Regions from separate parts of the Bos taurus genome. Here region 1 is linked to region 2. A link is a contact called in public Hi-C data. All regions are on one chromosome and are shown on one strand. The core of a region is the stretch at or near the end of the contact, and the rest is flanking DNA. Distances in the headings are between cores, read along the strand shown. Region 1 holds the start of CD9 (CD9 molecule). Region 2 has its middle 29 kb from the start of PLEKHG6.

What was found. Hi-C and Micro-C count contacts between places; a contact is called where the count stands out from the background.
Region 1: a contact with region 2 is called in a Hi-C map of an unstated tissue, with 2.7 times the contacts expected there. A contact is called at or near these places in 3 of 11 Hi-C or Micro-C datasets (4-cell embryo, blastocyst and an unstated tissue).

The regions. Positions count from the first base shown.
Region 1 is chr5:104,157,710-104,161,015 of ARS-UCD2.0, reverse strand. It overlaps CD9 (CD9 molecule), which reads left to right and starts at 1,731. Exons shown (of 8, transcript NM_173900.2): 1 at 1,731-1,860. The coding sequence starts at 1,795. It overlaps LOC101906999 (a long non-coding RNA gene), which reads right to left and starts at 1,620. Exons shown (of 2, transcript XR_806922.4): 1 at 1-1,620.
Region 2 is chr5:104,082,170-104,085,373 of ARS-UCD2.0, reverse strand. No RefSeq gene overlaps it. Among named protein-coding and RNA genes, the nearest start is that of PLEKHG6, 29 kb to the right of the region's middle.

The DNA.
Region 1 (3,306 bases), core at 482-2,981, 75 kb before region 2:
GTGATTCGATATTTCTATACATTTTGAAATGATCACCACAGTAAGTCTAGTTATTATCTGTCACTGTCCAAAGATATCACATAATTATTGACTATATTTCCTACACTGCACATTTCATACCCCTGACTCATTTATTTTGTAACTGAAAGTTTGTACCTCCTAATCTCCCTCACCTATTTCTCTCCTCCCCCTACCCACCTCCACTTGGCAACCAACTGTTGGTATCTCTGTATGTATATCTCTGTTTCTGTTTAGTTACACTTTTTTTTTTTTTAGGCTCCATTTGTCTTTCTCTCTCTGATTTATTTCACTTAGCAAAATACCCTCTAGGTTCATCTATGTGGTTGCAAGTTTTCCTTCTTTTTATGGGTAATATTTCATCATATATATATATTTTTTCTTTATCCATTCATCTATTGATGGACCACTTCTGTTGTTTCCATATCTTGGCTGCTAGAAATAATGTTACAATGAACATAGGGGTGCAAATGTATTTCCAAGTAGTGTTTTCATTTTCTTTGGACAAATACCCAGGAGTGGAATTGCTGTGTAGTTATATTTTTAATTTTTTAAAGAACCTCCATACTGCTTTCCATAGTGGTTGTATCAATTTGTATTCCCCCTCAACAGTTTTGGGGGCTTCCCCGGTGGCTCAGATGGTAAAGAATCTGCCTGCAATGCGGGACACCTGGGTTCAATCCCTGGGTTGGGAAGATCCCCTGGAGGAGAGCATGGCAACCCATGCCAGTATTCTTGCCCGGATAATCCCATGGACAGAGGCGCCTAGTGGGCTGCAGTCCATGGGGTCGAAAAGAGTTGGATACAACTGAGCGACCTAAGCACAGCACAACCATCTAGCAGGGTTCCCTTTTCTCCACATCCTAGCCAACATTTGTCATTTGCTGGACATGTTGGAGCAGAGGAGAAACACCCTAAGAACTCTGGCACAGGAGCTCAAAGATGTGGCAGTGGGCAGTGTCAAGGGCAAGAAGGAGGGTGATGAAGAGAAGAGGCAAGAACAGAAGCCAGGCTACAGCCCTTCTCTTCTTTGGGGCATCTGAACCACAAATCCAGGAAGCAATCCCACAGTGTCCAGCTCTCAGACCTATTACTATTCATTGATGGTGTTTCAGGATTACTTCCATAAGCCCCTACTGATCCTCCCATCCGGAAGGCAAGCCTCCGTGTGCCGAGTGAAGAGTGTGCTTCAGAGTGAAAGTGTGCAAGGAGCCGCCCCAGGGAGACAGAAACAGTTTCTCTTCAAATCGGGCCCCAAGCAAGAAGAGCCCTCATTCTGCTGGCCATCTTAGGTAAGGGGCCTCTGCCCTCACCACCCACCGGGGAAGTTCTCCCTAGGGTAGAGGGCTCGGGAGGGGCAGAATCCAGGAGAGAACCGAAAGGGGTGAGGCCTTCACATAATTCCAGGATGAAATCGGCCAGGGATGACGGCCTGGAAAGACCCCAGGACGGTTGGGAGGAAAGGGAAGCCAAGGCGGGAAGTCAGGTCCGGCCGACTAGGTGGGGAGCACCGAGCCAGAGGCGGGAGGAGCCGCGGGCCCCGGGACCTGGGCGTGGCGTGGCAGGTGGGCCGGGGGCGGGGCCTGCGGGGCGTGGGCGGGGCCCCGCACATGCGCACCGCGGCGGCGCGCGGCCGAGGAGTGGCACTTTTTAAAAGTGCAGCCCCGAGGCCAGCCGCAGCCGCGCGTACCTCAGTCCACAGCCTGGTCCCACCCGTCCCGGCCTCACGCGGCCCCGTTTCACATCAGTCCAACCCAGACCACTCTAGCTCGCATCATGCCGGTCAAAGGAGGCACCAAGTGCATCAAATACCTGCTCTTCGGATTTAACTTCATCTTCTGGGTGAGTGCGACTGCCGCGCGCGCCTCTCGGGGGCCACCTGTCCGCCCGGCGCACTCAGTCCGCGATCGGGGTTGCAGGGCACCCGCCCAGCCTGTGCGGGGAAGACTCCTGGCGGGGAGGAGACGGCGCTGCGGCCTCCAACTAACTCCTCGGCCCGAGCCGAGACGGGCGGGGCGGACGGGTTGGTCCGGGGCGCGTCCGAAGCGAGGCGGGCGGCTGACGCGCGGCCCTGATGACCTGCGGGTGGAGTTGTGTCTGCTCCCACCCCGAGCCCCTCCGAGCAAGAGGAAGAATCAGAGCACCCCTCTGCTGGGGACTTAAGGCCCTAATCGTGGGGGGCTGTGGCGGACTGTGCGATCCGGGGCCGCGAGGAGGGGAAGGATGCGGACGCGAAAAGGGACTAATGTCTCTCCGGGGGCGCTCAGCCAAGAGCTGTTGGCACGTTTGCACGGGAGGGGAAGGGACGCCCTGACCGCGGGTGTCGGCGTCCCGGGACCCCATTCGTGAATGAAAGTCGGGGTCCCTCCTGCACCCCCGAGCTCTCAGACTGATTCTGACCCGGCGTGAGAAAGTCCGAGCTCCCTCAAAACTACCTGAAAGACTAGCTTGTCTTGATTTTCTTTTTCCCCAAAGGGCGATAAGTATCTGGACTGGAGAGAACTCCGGGACTGTTGGGGAGAGTTGGGGCCGATGCTTATCGGCGCCCGTGTGGGATGAGTCCCGTGTTTCTCCATTTCCGGGAGGGATCAGGTGGCCGCCCTACCTCCTCCCTCGCCAGCCCACCCAGAAGCCGGGTGGGGCCACCGGGAGCGGACTGTCACCTGGGGAGGACGCAGGCCTGGGAGTTCCAAGACTCCCGCTGCCGGCCACTGGCAGCCTCTCAGCCTACGGCAGCCTGAGGCGGGCAGCGGGGAAGGGGAGAGGCCCCTCGGAGCCCTCCCTAGGGGAATTAAGGGGCCACCCAGACACCGAGGCAAGGGGTAGGGGACTTGGTGTCCTAATTTCAGGGCCACTTCCCCCGCTCACAGGTGGACGATGTTTGCCCCTTTGCCATCAGGAAGGCATTTGGAAAGGCAGATCCTGTGCCACTCTCCAGAGAGAGATGGCTATAGAAGCAGGGGCATGCCACAGGAGGCTTGTAACAAAACTGTACTTATTCACTCGGATCTGTTTCCCCATGAGCCCCAGGGAAAAGTCTCCCAAGATTTACTCCTCTCCCTGGAGCTGACGGGATATGAGACGGACCTGCCCTTGCTCAAGTCATCACACCAAACACCTGCCCTAGTGAAGGTGGAGCATAGATGTGCCCTGCCCAGCCCAGGGCCTGCTCTAGGGAGACCCTCCTGCTGTTCCCACTAGTCCCAGCAGCCAGCCAGCTGGCTGCCAGCCTGGCTTCCTCCTCACCCCAACAGAGGCACCAGAAAAGAATGTGGAAGGCGGGCTAGC
Region 2 (3,204 bases), core at 199-2,698:
TTTCTTAATCTTGTAAGATGATAATCCATGACTGTGCTTTGCGCCTGTGGATCTGGATCATGTAAACTGTCAATAACCTGTCATTTAATGTGCAGCCCCCTCTCTCAAACCTTGTTACACAACCACGTGTTGACCTCTAACAGGCCAAGTGAAGTGAAGTCGCTCAGTTGTGTCCAACTCTTTGCAGCCCACGGACTAGAGCCTACCAGGTCTCCTGTCCATGGGATTTTCCAGGCAAGAGTACTGGAGAGGGTTGCCATTTGCTTCTCCAGGGGATCTTCTCCACCCAGGAATTGAACCCAGGTCTCCCACATTACATGCAGACTCTTTACCATCTGAGCCACCAGGGAAGCCCCTAACAGGGCAAACAGTTCTCAAAGCTTTCTGAGAGGCTGTTCTCAGGTTATAACCCTGCAGTTTGGCGCCAATAAAAATCTCCCATTTCTTTCTTAGATCGACTAGTTAATTTTTGTGTTAACACCTGCACCTCACCAATATTTGAAGTCAGTCTCATGCACACAGCCTCTGAATTCAAGAGGTCTGGATTTAACTCCCACACACTACTTCCTAGCTGTGTGATCTTGGGCAAGTTACCTAACTTCTCTGAGCATGTTTCCCAAACCCCCATATAAGGATAAGAATAGTGTTCATGTCTTAGTGCAGTTGTGAGAATCAAGCAATCCATGAAGAACACGTAGGGGCACACAGCAAGTACCCCACAAAGATGAGCTATTAGGCATATATATTATTTATTATACATAATGGCTGACTAGGTGCCAGGAACTGTTTTAAGCACTTTCCACGGGCTGGTGAGTAGGAGGTCCTGATTCAGGAGCTCGGTCTCCCCTCTGGGGCCTTTGGACAAATCACCTCCCTGCCTGGGCTGGATCGCCCACGCGAGGCCGCGGCCCAGGCTCCGCGAGGTCTTGGGTAGCTCTGACTCCCAAGGTCTGAGTCAGACCCTCTCCGGGCACCGGGCATCGGGCACCAGGTTAAAGAGGTGAAAACAGCCTGTGCGCCAAGGAACAGGGCAGGTTTACTGCGTGCGGCTTTGGCGGCAGGGCGGGGTGACCCGGTTCTCTGCGCCGCCGCCTGCAGCCCACCGCACCTGGAGCATCCTAGCGGACCCCACCGGCCTGGCGGGAGCGGCTCCCCAGGGAAGCCCCCTCCTCCGGCCCCGCAGGCAATACCACCGCCCACCCCGAGCCCGGGGGCAGCGCCTCTGCGGCTCCCAAGCTGGCGCCCGCCGCTCTGGATCATCAGCCCCGGTCGCGAGCGGAGTCTCCTCCCGAAGCCCCGGCCCCGAAGGAGACGACGACCAGAGGCAGGCCCAGAGCGCCCCCGCTTCTGGGAGGCGCGGGCCCTGCCGCTTGCAGGGCGGCGCCCCCGGGGCCCCTCCCTAGGGTCAGTTCCGGGCGGCTGCCGGGGCGCGGCGGGAGAGGGAAGCCGGAGGGCGGCAGACTCATCTTCCCTCCCTCCCTCCCGCCGCCGTGAGTCACCCGCCCGCCCGGAGACCCGCTCCCTCCGCCCCCGCGGCGCCCCCTCGTGGCCACCGGGAAGCCCTGCTGCCCCTGCGCCCCACTCCGCGCTCTGCGCCCCGCCCACTCCCAGCCCCTGCCCCGCCCCTCCTCACCCTAGGCGTCTCCACCAGAAGCCCTCTGTGCCAGTTCAGTTCAGTTCAACCGCTCAGTCGTGTCCACTCTTTGCGACCCCATGGACTGCAGCACGCCAGGCCTCCCTGTCCATCACCAACTCCCGGAATTTACTCAAACTTATATGCATGGGAATACCAGACCACCTGACCTGCCTCTTGAGAAACCTATATGCAGGTCAGGAAGCAACAGTTAGAACTGGACATGGAACAACAGACTGGTTCCAAGTAGGAAAAGGAGTCTGTCAAGGCTGTATATTGTCACCCTGCTTATTTAACTTATATGCAGAGTACATCATGAGAAACGCTGGGATGGAAGAAGCACAAGCTGGAATCAAGATTGCCGGGAGAAATACCAATAACTCCAGATATGCAGATGACACCACCCTTATGGCAGAAAGTGAAGAGGAACTCAAAAGCCTCTTGATGAAAGTGAAAAAGGAGAGTGAAAAAGTTGGCTTAAAGCTCAACATTCAGAAAACGAAGATCATGGCATCTGGTCCCATCACTTCATGGGAAATAGATGGGGAAACAGTGGAAACAGTGTCAGACTTTATTTTGGGGGGCTCCAAAATCACTGCAGATGGTGACTGCAGCCATGAAATTAAAAGACGCTTACTCCTTGGAAGGAAAGTTATGACCAACCTAGACAGCATATTCAAAAGCAGAGACATTTCTTTGCCAACAAAGGTCCATCTAGTCAAGGCTATGGTTTTTCCAGTAGTCAGGTATGGATGTGAGAGTTGGACAGTGAAGAAAGCTGAGTGCCGAAGAATTGATTCTTTTGAACTGTGGTGTTGGAGAAGACTCTTGAGAGTCCCTTGGACTGCAAGGAGATCCAATCAGTCCATTCTAAAGGAGATCAGTCCTGGGTATTCTTTGGAAGGACTGATGCTAAAACTGAAACTCCAATACTTTGGCCACCTCATGCAAAGAGTTGACTCATTGGAAAATGCTCTGATGCTGGGAGGAATTGGGGGCAGAAGGAGAAGGGGACAACAGAGGATGAGATGACTGGATGGCATCACTGACTCGATGGACGTGAGTTTGAGTGAACTCCAGGAGTTGGTGATGGACAGGGAGGCCTGGAGTGCTGCAATTCATGGGGTCGCAAAGAGTCGGACACGACTGAGCGGCTGAACTGAACTGATATCCACTGAGTCGGTGATGCCATCCAGCCATCTCATCTTCTGTCGCCCCTTCTCCTCCTGCCCTCAATCTTTCCCAGCATCAGGGTCTTTTCAAATGAGTCAGTTCTTTACATCAGGTAGCCAAAGTATTGGAGTTTAAGCTTCAGCGTCAGTCCTTCCAATGAATATTCAGAACTGATCTCCTTTAGGATGGACTGGTTGGATCTTCTTGCAGTCCAATGGACCCTCAAGAGTCTTCTTCAACACCACAGTTCACATCAGTTCTTCTGCGCTCAGCTTTCTTTATGGTCCAACTCTCACATCCATACATGACCACTGGAAAAACCATAGCTTTGACTAGTCAGACCTTTGTTGGCAAAGTAATGTCTCTGCTTTTGAATATGCTATCTAGGTTGGTCATAA